2 separate regions of the Zea mays genome follow, and region 1 is linked to region 2. A link is a contact called in public Hi-C data. All regions are on one chromosome and are shown on one strand. Each heading gives the region's core, a stretch centred on a gene start, on an enhancer-like site or on the middle of the called end of the contact. The rest is flanking DNA. Distances are from core to core; before and after follow the strand shown. Region 1 holds the start of LOC100281720. Region 2 holds the start of LOC100281023 (Grx_I1 - glutaredoxin subgroup III).

What was found. Hi-C and Micro-C count contacts between places; a contact is called where the count stands out from the background.
Region 1: a Hi-C map of bundle sheath shows a contact between it and region 2, with 5 times the contacts expected there. The contact joins the promoter of LOC100281720 here to the promoter of LOC100281023 in region 2. A contact is called at or near these places in 2 of 25 Hi-C or Micro-C datasets (bundle sheath and tassel).

The regions. Positions count from the first base shown.
Region 1 is chr8:71,464,858-71,468,183 of Zm-B73-REFERENCE-NAM-5.0, forward strand. It overlaps LOC100281720, which reads left to right and starts at 1,614. Exons shown (of 6, transcript NM_001154640.2): 1 at 1,614-1,730.
Region 2 is chr8:71,020,259-71,023,680 of Zm-B73-REFERENCE-NAM-5.0, forward strand. LOC100281023 (Grx_I1 - glutaredoxin subgroup III) reads left to right here and starts at 1,918. Exons shown (of 1, transcript NM_001153942.3): 1 at 1,918-2,753. The coding sequence starts at 2,017. The coding sequence ends at 2,478. It also overlaps the pseudogene LOC103636996.

The sequences.
Region 1 (3,326 bases), core at 364-2,863, 440 kb after region 2:
TGTCGATGATGCTGGGATCCTGCTGACGTCTCCTTGCTTCCGTAGGGGGCTGAGAACCACCGACGTCATGGACGCATGCGGGGAACCATCATTACCTGTTACCGGGGCGAGCCAGATGGGACACCGGTCTTGTTTCCTCGTAGCCTGAGCTAGCTAGGGGTAGGGTAATGATGTATCCCCTGTGGCGCGGTCAGTCCTAGCCCAAGGTCGGGCGAGACGGAGACTTCTCCTGAGGTCAAGGTCGGGGTCGGGCGAGGACACAATTCCTCCCGAGGCCGAGGCTGAGGCCGAGCCCCGGGGTCGGGCGAGGCGGAGACCTTCTCCCGAGGCCGAGGCCTAAGGTCGGGCGAGGCGGAGCTTCCTGTTGCACCCGAGGCTGAACTTGACTGTTGTCAGTCTCACCCTAGTGGGTGGCACAGCAGTCGGAGCGGGGCGAGCGGCGCTGTTTTCCTGTCAGGTCGGTCAGTGAAAGGGCGAAGTGACTGCGGTCACTTTGACCTTGCCGACTGAGGCACGCGTGTCAGGATAAGGTGTCAGGCGATCTTCGTATTGAATGCGCCTGCGATACGGTCGGTTGGCGAGGCGATTTGGTCAAGGTTGCTTCACAACGAAGCCTGCCCGAGCTAGGCTTCGGGCGAGTCGAGGGTGCGCCCACCGCCTGAGGAGGCCCTCGGGCGAGGCGTGAGTTCGTCCGGGACTACTGTTCCCACCCGAGGCCGGGATCGGGCGAGGCGAGATTGTGTCCCTTGGTAGACGAGGCCTTGACCTGAACCACGCCCATCAGTCTTTACGGTTTGTGCTGATGGTGGTTACCAGCCGTAATTAGGAGTGTTAGGGGTACCCCTAATTACGATACCCGACAAATTTATAACATGTCCTATGCTTATAATGTGTCTAAATTTAATTATATTAATTTATTTAAGTGTTTTGGATCATATACGTTATATATAATATCTGTTTTCTATCTGTCCAAATACTACTTGAACTCGTTGTGTAGCTGACCCGTTTCTTTTTTGCTGTCTATAATTAATCCTAAATTTGACTAAAAATAATTAATTTAGGGCTAGTTTAGAAATCCCAATTTTTCAAGAATTTTCTATTTTCTCAAGAAAAAATAGTTTATTTTCACATAGAAAAATAGGAATCACTCCAGAAATTGAGGTTCTCGAACTAGCACTTAATATACGTTCGTATCCATACTATTTTCACCCTGCTCGTCTGAATGGGGTTAGGAACCAACGTGGCACTGGCCCGATGAGCACACACCACACAGAGATTAGCTGGAGGATATCTTTCGAGTTCTGACGCAGGAATAGAGACGAACAGATAAGCACAGCCCGAGACGCGCTGTTCGAGCCCGGTTCAGAAGCCGGAAAAAACGTGAGAATCACCGCACCCGAATCCACATCCGGCATCCTTTTTGTCTGAAAAAACATTATAAAAAAAGCGAGAGACACCCTCCTCTTGGTCTTTCTCCCCCACCCTGTCCGTCCCCGAAAAGCTCATCGTGCTTATAAATACAGGACCCACCCGTATCGTCGTCCGCTTCCGAATTTCCGATCGAGCTCCAGCCCCCACCGGATACCACCGCCTCCACCAACCGATTCCGTTCCGTCCCCCCGGCCCCGACCTCGTCACCACCGGTCACGCTCGAGCGGGAGGCTTCTCTCGCCACCCACCAGCGGATTCCTACAGCTCCCGCGCCGATCGCGTCGCGGACCCGTCCGGAGGTGATGCTTCCTGAATCCTCTCGCAGCTCGTCCCCCTCCCCCTTCCTCGTCGAATTGTATGGGCGGCGGGTGAGCTCGCTGTGCTCCCGCCCGTGGCCCGTGTGACCGTGTCTGCGCTCACGCGGCGGGCCGGGAAGGAATCGGGTCCCCGAGAGCCGCGATTGGACGTTCGGCCGGCTGTGAGGGGCTGGGGCTGGGTATTATTATACTATGCGTTTGAGCGCGTTTGGTTGGGGCTGGGGAGCATTCCTGCCGCAAGCCGCGCCGGTCGCCGGAGCCCGGAAGCTACTAGAAGACGGGGGCGGTTTTTTTTTCTCTTTTTTTTTTCGCCCGACGAAGGATTCTGTACTGCAGCGGAGTGCTTCCGTCGGTTGATGCAGCTAACCTAATTTCAGAACTCGGAATGTGGGCCGTGAGCTTGGAGTCAACATTTTCGGTGATGGAGCGGCGGAATTGGACTTGCGGTGGGTCGTGGACGTAAATGGTTTGAAATTCGTGCGGCGTAGTATGTTATTCCTTTTCATTTGGGATGGCTGTACAGATTGAGACCCTATAAGCTTCTACGTAGGTGCGGAAAATTTTGCTTGGTAACGAGAGACACTTGGTTGATTGTGGTGAGGAGATAGATGTGACAGTCTGTTGCCATGCTCATTTCTGATTAGCAAACAGACTTGTTTCTATCGACCAGGGAATAGGTTGGACTTTAAATTGTTAAGTCTGAACTTTGGTTTTGGTCTGAAGAGTTTAGTTACAGTACGTTCTTTGTTTTGGTTTTTAAATTCTCTCTTTTTTTTCCCGTTATTCACTAATTCAACTGCTAGCATTGTGGATGTTGGTAGTTTCTGGTTGGGCTTTTTTAGGGTCAAGACTCAAGAGAGGGGAAATGGTTTTTCTACAAAGCATCTAATCTTTTTAAATAAGGAAAGCAACAGCAAATATTTTAGATAAGACAAATTATTACTAAAATGGGTACTAATCTATTTATTTATTCCCAACCATGGGATCTCAATTGTCATAATTTTTAAACATGTACTTTTTTAAAATTTGAATTCTAGATGCACCGAGTGTACTTTAAATTTAAAGTATATGTTTCAAACCGAGTGATCCAGACCATGGGTGCTTCTAGAGTTTCAGATTTGCGGCTTGCTGGTCGGGTTTGGATTATATTCTTATATCTTGCCTCATTCTACCGTAGTAGAACTCGATTTGGAATCCTGCATTTATATTAAATCAATGTTGCCATTTAAATGCAAACCACACCGATGCCACATAGTAGGATCGAAAGGTATTTTTAAAGAGGAAAATGTGTGTAATTGCACAGATGGATGGAACACGAGAGCTCAACAACCACTGTGAGGCTCTCTAGGGTTATGATGAATAAGAGAAGTGGACAAACTGGTGTGCCACTATTCTAATTTCTATGGCTCAATCTGAACCACATGGTTGTCACTTGCGCACACATGGTCATTAGGCCGAACATGGTCCAAACTCCAATTAGGTTTAGACTATGGTGCCTCTTTGCCCAGCATAAGGGGGTGTTTGGTTCCCACCTCCTAAACTTTAGTGAGTCACTTTTAGTCCCTAAAATACCAAACA
Region 2 (3,422 bases), core at 668-3,167:
ATGTTTGTAGTAATGATAAGCACATCCTGTTCTTATAATAACCTTATTTATCTAGAGCAAATACCGATGATGTTTTACGTAAGTCCATTTGCTATCCTAAAATAACTGTCTCTTTTGTTTAGAAAAAAAACGCAGGAATATTTACGCCATCATTTTGCGAGGGAAAAAGTCTGCCTGGTGGCCCAGGCGCTGATCTCAATCTCGCCACCAGCCCAGGTCATCATTTGAGCATTAGTTTTACGTAAGTCCAAATTTTCGTATGCATGCGTCATTTGAGCATTAGTTTGCAGATGATTCGTCCTTTCTTCGAGAAGCTTAATGCATCGTGTCGTGCTGTGGCGTGGCTAATCAGCGACCCAGGTACTACACTTGATGTCTAATCGTGTCATTTCGGCACTATACGACACTAATACTTAACAATATCCATGTCTATTCCACTTTAAGAGCTCAAAAAATATAGAAGATCTTTAAGACTATATATATATAATTTTAAAACTTGAATATTTATACTATTATAAAGTGAATTTATTATGTTTAAAAACATAATAAATTACAATTTACAAATCACATGTGCACATCACAATCACATCTGTATATCACCGGTTGGTTTTAAGTCGTGCCTAATGCGAAAGGACCTCTAGTTGAGTAGATTAGGTGATTAGAGTAGAACTCCTTAGGTTCGGGTTCGACTTTCCGTAGGAGCGAATTTCAAGTTGTGGTTAAAAAATCCACTTGTCTATCCTACGTTAAAACACAGGTCTAAGGCCCGGTCCCAGTCGCGGTCGTTCTCACATGGACTTCGGTGTCGATATGTATGTGTGGGTATGGGTTCGGGGGTTTTTCTCGACCTGTATGAAAAGGTCTTCTTCTTAATAACTGTCTTACCCCTCGTAAGTCGAGTTTTTATGTTGTGCCTAATTGAGCGGGCCACTTAATTGTGCTGGGTGGTGGCCTAAGCACGACATTAGACAAGTGTCGTATCGACATTGACACTATCTACCTGATTGATACCTGCGTGTGTGCAACCGGCCTCACGCGAGCCTGCTCCCGCAGATACAGAGGTTTCACGTGTATCGGCGGATGCAGGACAAAAGCTTCCCGCGAAGACGTGACTGCACCTGTACATGCAGGTCTGGCCACCTGCATACGGGCAAACAAACACGCGCAACAACCTGGTCAACGCATGCCGCATATGCGCGTAACCAAACACACGATATATGAATCGTGTCTGTGCCGTACTGAAGTATCACGAGTCGTGTCGTGCTTAGTGTCAGCTCATTTAGCACGACTTAATTGGTCATCTATAATTTATATTATAGTAAAAAGGGTTAGACAAAATATTTTAGAAAGAATTGAACAAAATCAATTATCCATATGTCTCTAAATTTCATCTTTTTTCCTTAGATTACAATTTCGAAGTTCGAGATTTTCAAATGCCGAATATCAACTTTTAAAAGTCATACGGCGGTTCATAGCACTATTTATATACTTGTCCTTATCCTTACGAGTCACAGCACTGCTGATACAACTCCAAAGCTACCACTCCAAAGCTTCCACGACTCCGCCGTTGCCGGCGGCCGCCGTCACGGGACCCCACGGCGTGGGCGCAGCTTCGTCACCAACCACGTCACCACCTCCCACGCGCTGCGCGTTGGCCGCGCCTGGCCTAGTCATCAGACTCTCCACGTGCTGCCGTCACGGACCGGCCGTCCCGACCAGAGGCCCGGGGGCGTGTCGGGCCCACCGAACCACCTCAACCGCGGCTGACGCCACGCCACGCCACCGCGGCGCGGTTGGCGCGAACCCTGCGGTCGCCGTCGTCCTCTCGGCCTATCTCACACACACTATGACGGCATCCCCGTCCGTCGCTGACCTCACCGCCCTTTATATATCAGGCTGCTACTCCTCCTGCTGCCCATCACACGACGCCACAAATCGCAACTCCCAACCGAAACGAGAACAAGGACGCCGTGTAAAAACTCGCGCGCGCCCCAGGAAGGAGAGGAAGAGGGAGTAATGTACCAGGCCATCCCGTACAGCGCCGGCCGGCCGTGGCCGCGGCCCGCGCCGGCGATGGGCGTCGAGGCCGCGGCGGCGGTGGCGGAGGAGGAGAGGCTGCTCGCGGCTGCACAGCAGCAGCAGCCGTCGGCGGGGGCGGAGGCGGCGGCGAGGGGGGAGGAGGTGCGACGGGCGGTGGCGGAGTGCCCCGTGCTCGTGGTGGGGAAGCGCGGGTGCTGCCTCAGCCACGTGGTGAAGCGGCTGCTGCAGGGTCTCGGGGTCAACCCCGCCGTGCACGAGGTCGCCGACGGCGCCGAGGCGAAGCTTATTGCCGGGGTCGTCGACGGCGGCGGCGACGTTGCCCTCCCGGCCGTGTTCGTCGGGGGCAGGCTCCTCGGCGGCCTCGACCGGCTCATGGCCGTGCACATCTCCGGCGACCTCGTGCCCATACTCAAGGACGCCGGCGCGCTGTGGCTCTGATGAGAGGACCAAGGCGTTCGTAGTCTCGCTCCCCCGTCCATCCTTCCTTGGCCTCTCCATCGTCGTCAGCTCCCCTTGTCCATGTTATTTTTAACTTGTTATTTTTACTCTATTAAATAGACCAGATAGGCATGCATATAGGACTTTTAACTCTTTCGGTAGAAACAGAATATTAGGTAGTTAGAACAATGGAGTACGTGTGTTAAGCGATTTACAGTATATATTTATCTTGGTTTCCCGTCATGTGAATATGAAAGAGTGCTGAAATTACCTGAGCTTTGAGTCCTGGACGTGTCATAATTGCACAGCAGTCAGTACAACTCATGAACGGTACAGGTCATCGGCTGCCGACTGGATTGGGATTTTCCTCCACACAAACCTTTTCTTTTTGCACAGAAAAAAATAGCACAGGTGTTCGACAAGGACGTGCGGATATGTCGTGTGATCATCACTCCCGTGATGTACGCGCGTCAGCTCGACATGATCACATATTAAATTCCGTTTAAGTTTCCTAATCTAGAAATGATTTACCGACACAGCGCCGAGAATTTTGCAACCATGGCACTTCCTTCGGCGGGCTTCAGATTATTGGCACCGCGATCGTCATAATTGAATCCGTGGCATTATAATCTCGACCGTTTTAAAAAATGGCATCGCGCTGCATTGATGGTCATTAGCATTTTTCGTGTGCCCGTCGTGCCCTCGCTCCGTTCGCTCTGTTACTTCTCTGGCCGCCGTCTTCGAGCGTCTTCCATTCTCCCTTCCCTGGCCGTCGTCTTCCTCGTCTCTCTTATCCATGTAGGGGTTGACGAGCGTCTCCGGCGGGTACTGGTCGATGCAGTCCTCCCACGCGCCGGCGTCGGCGAGGTCCCTGGTCACCTCCCAGTAGCAGCTGTTGCACTTGAAGCTGGAGCCGAAGGTGACCATGAGCATCCTGTCCCCGC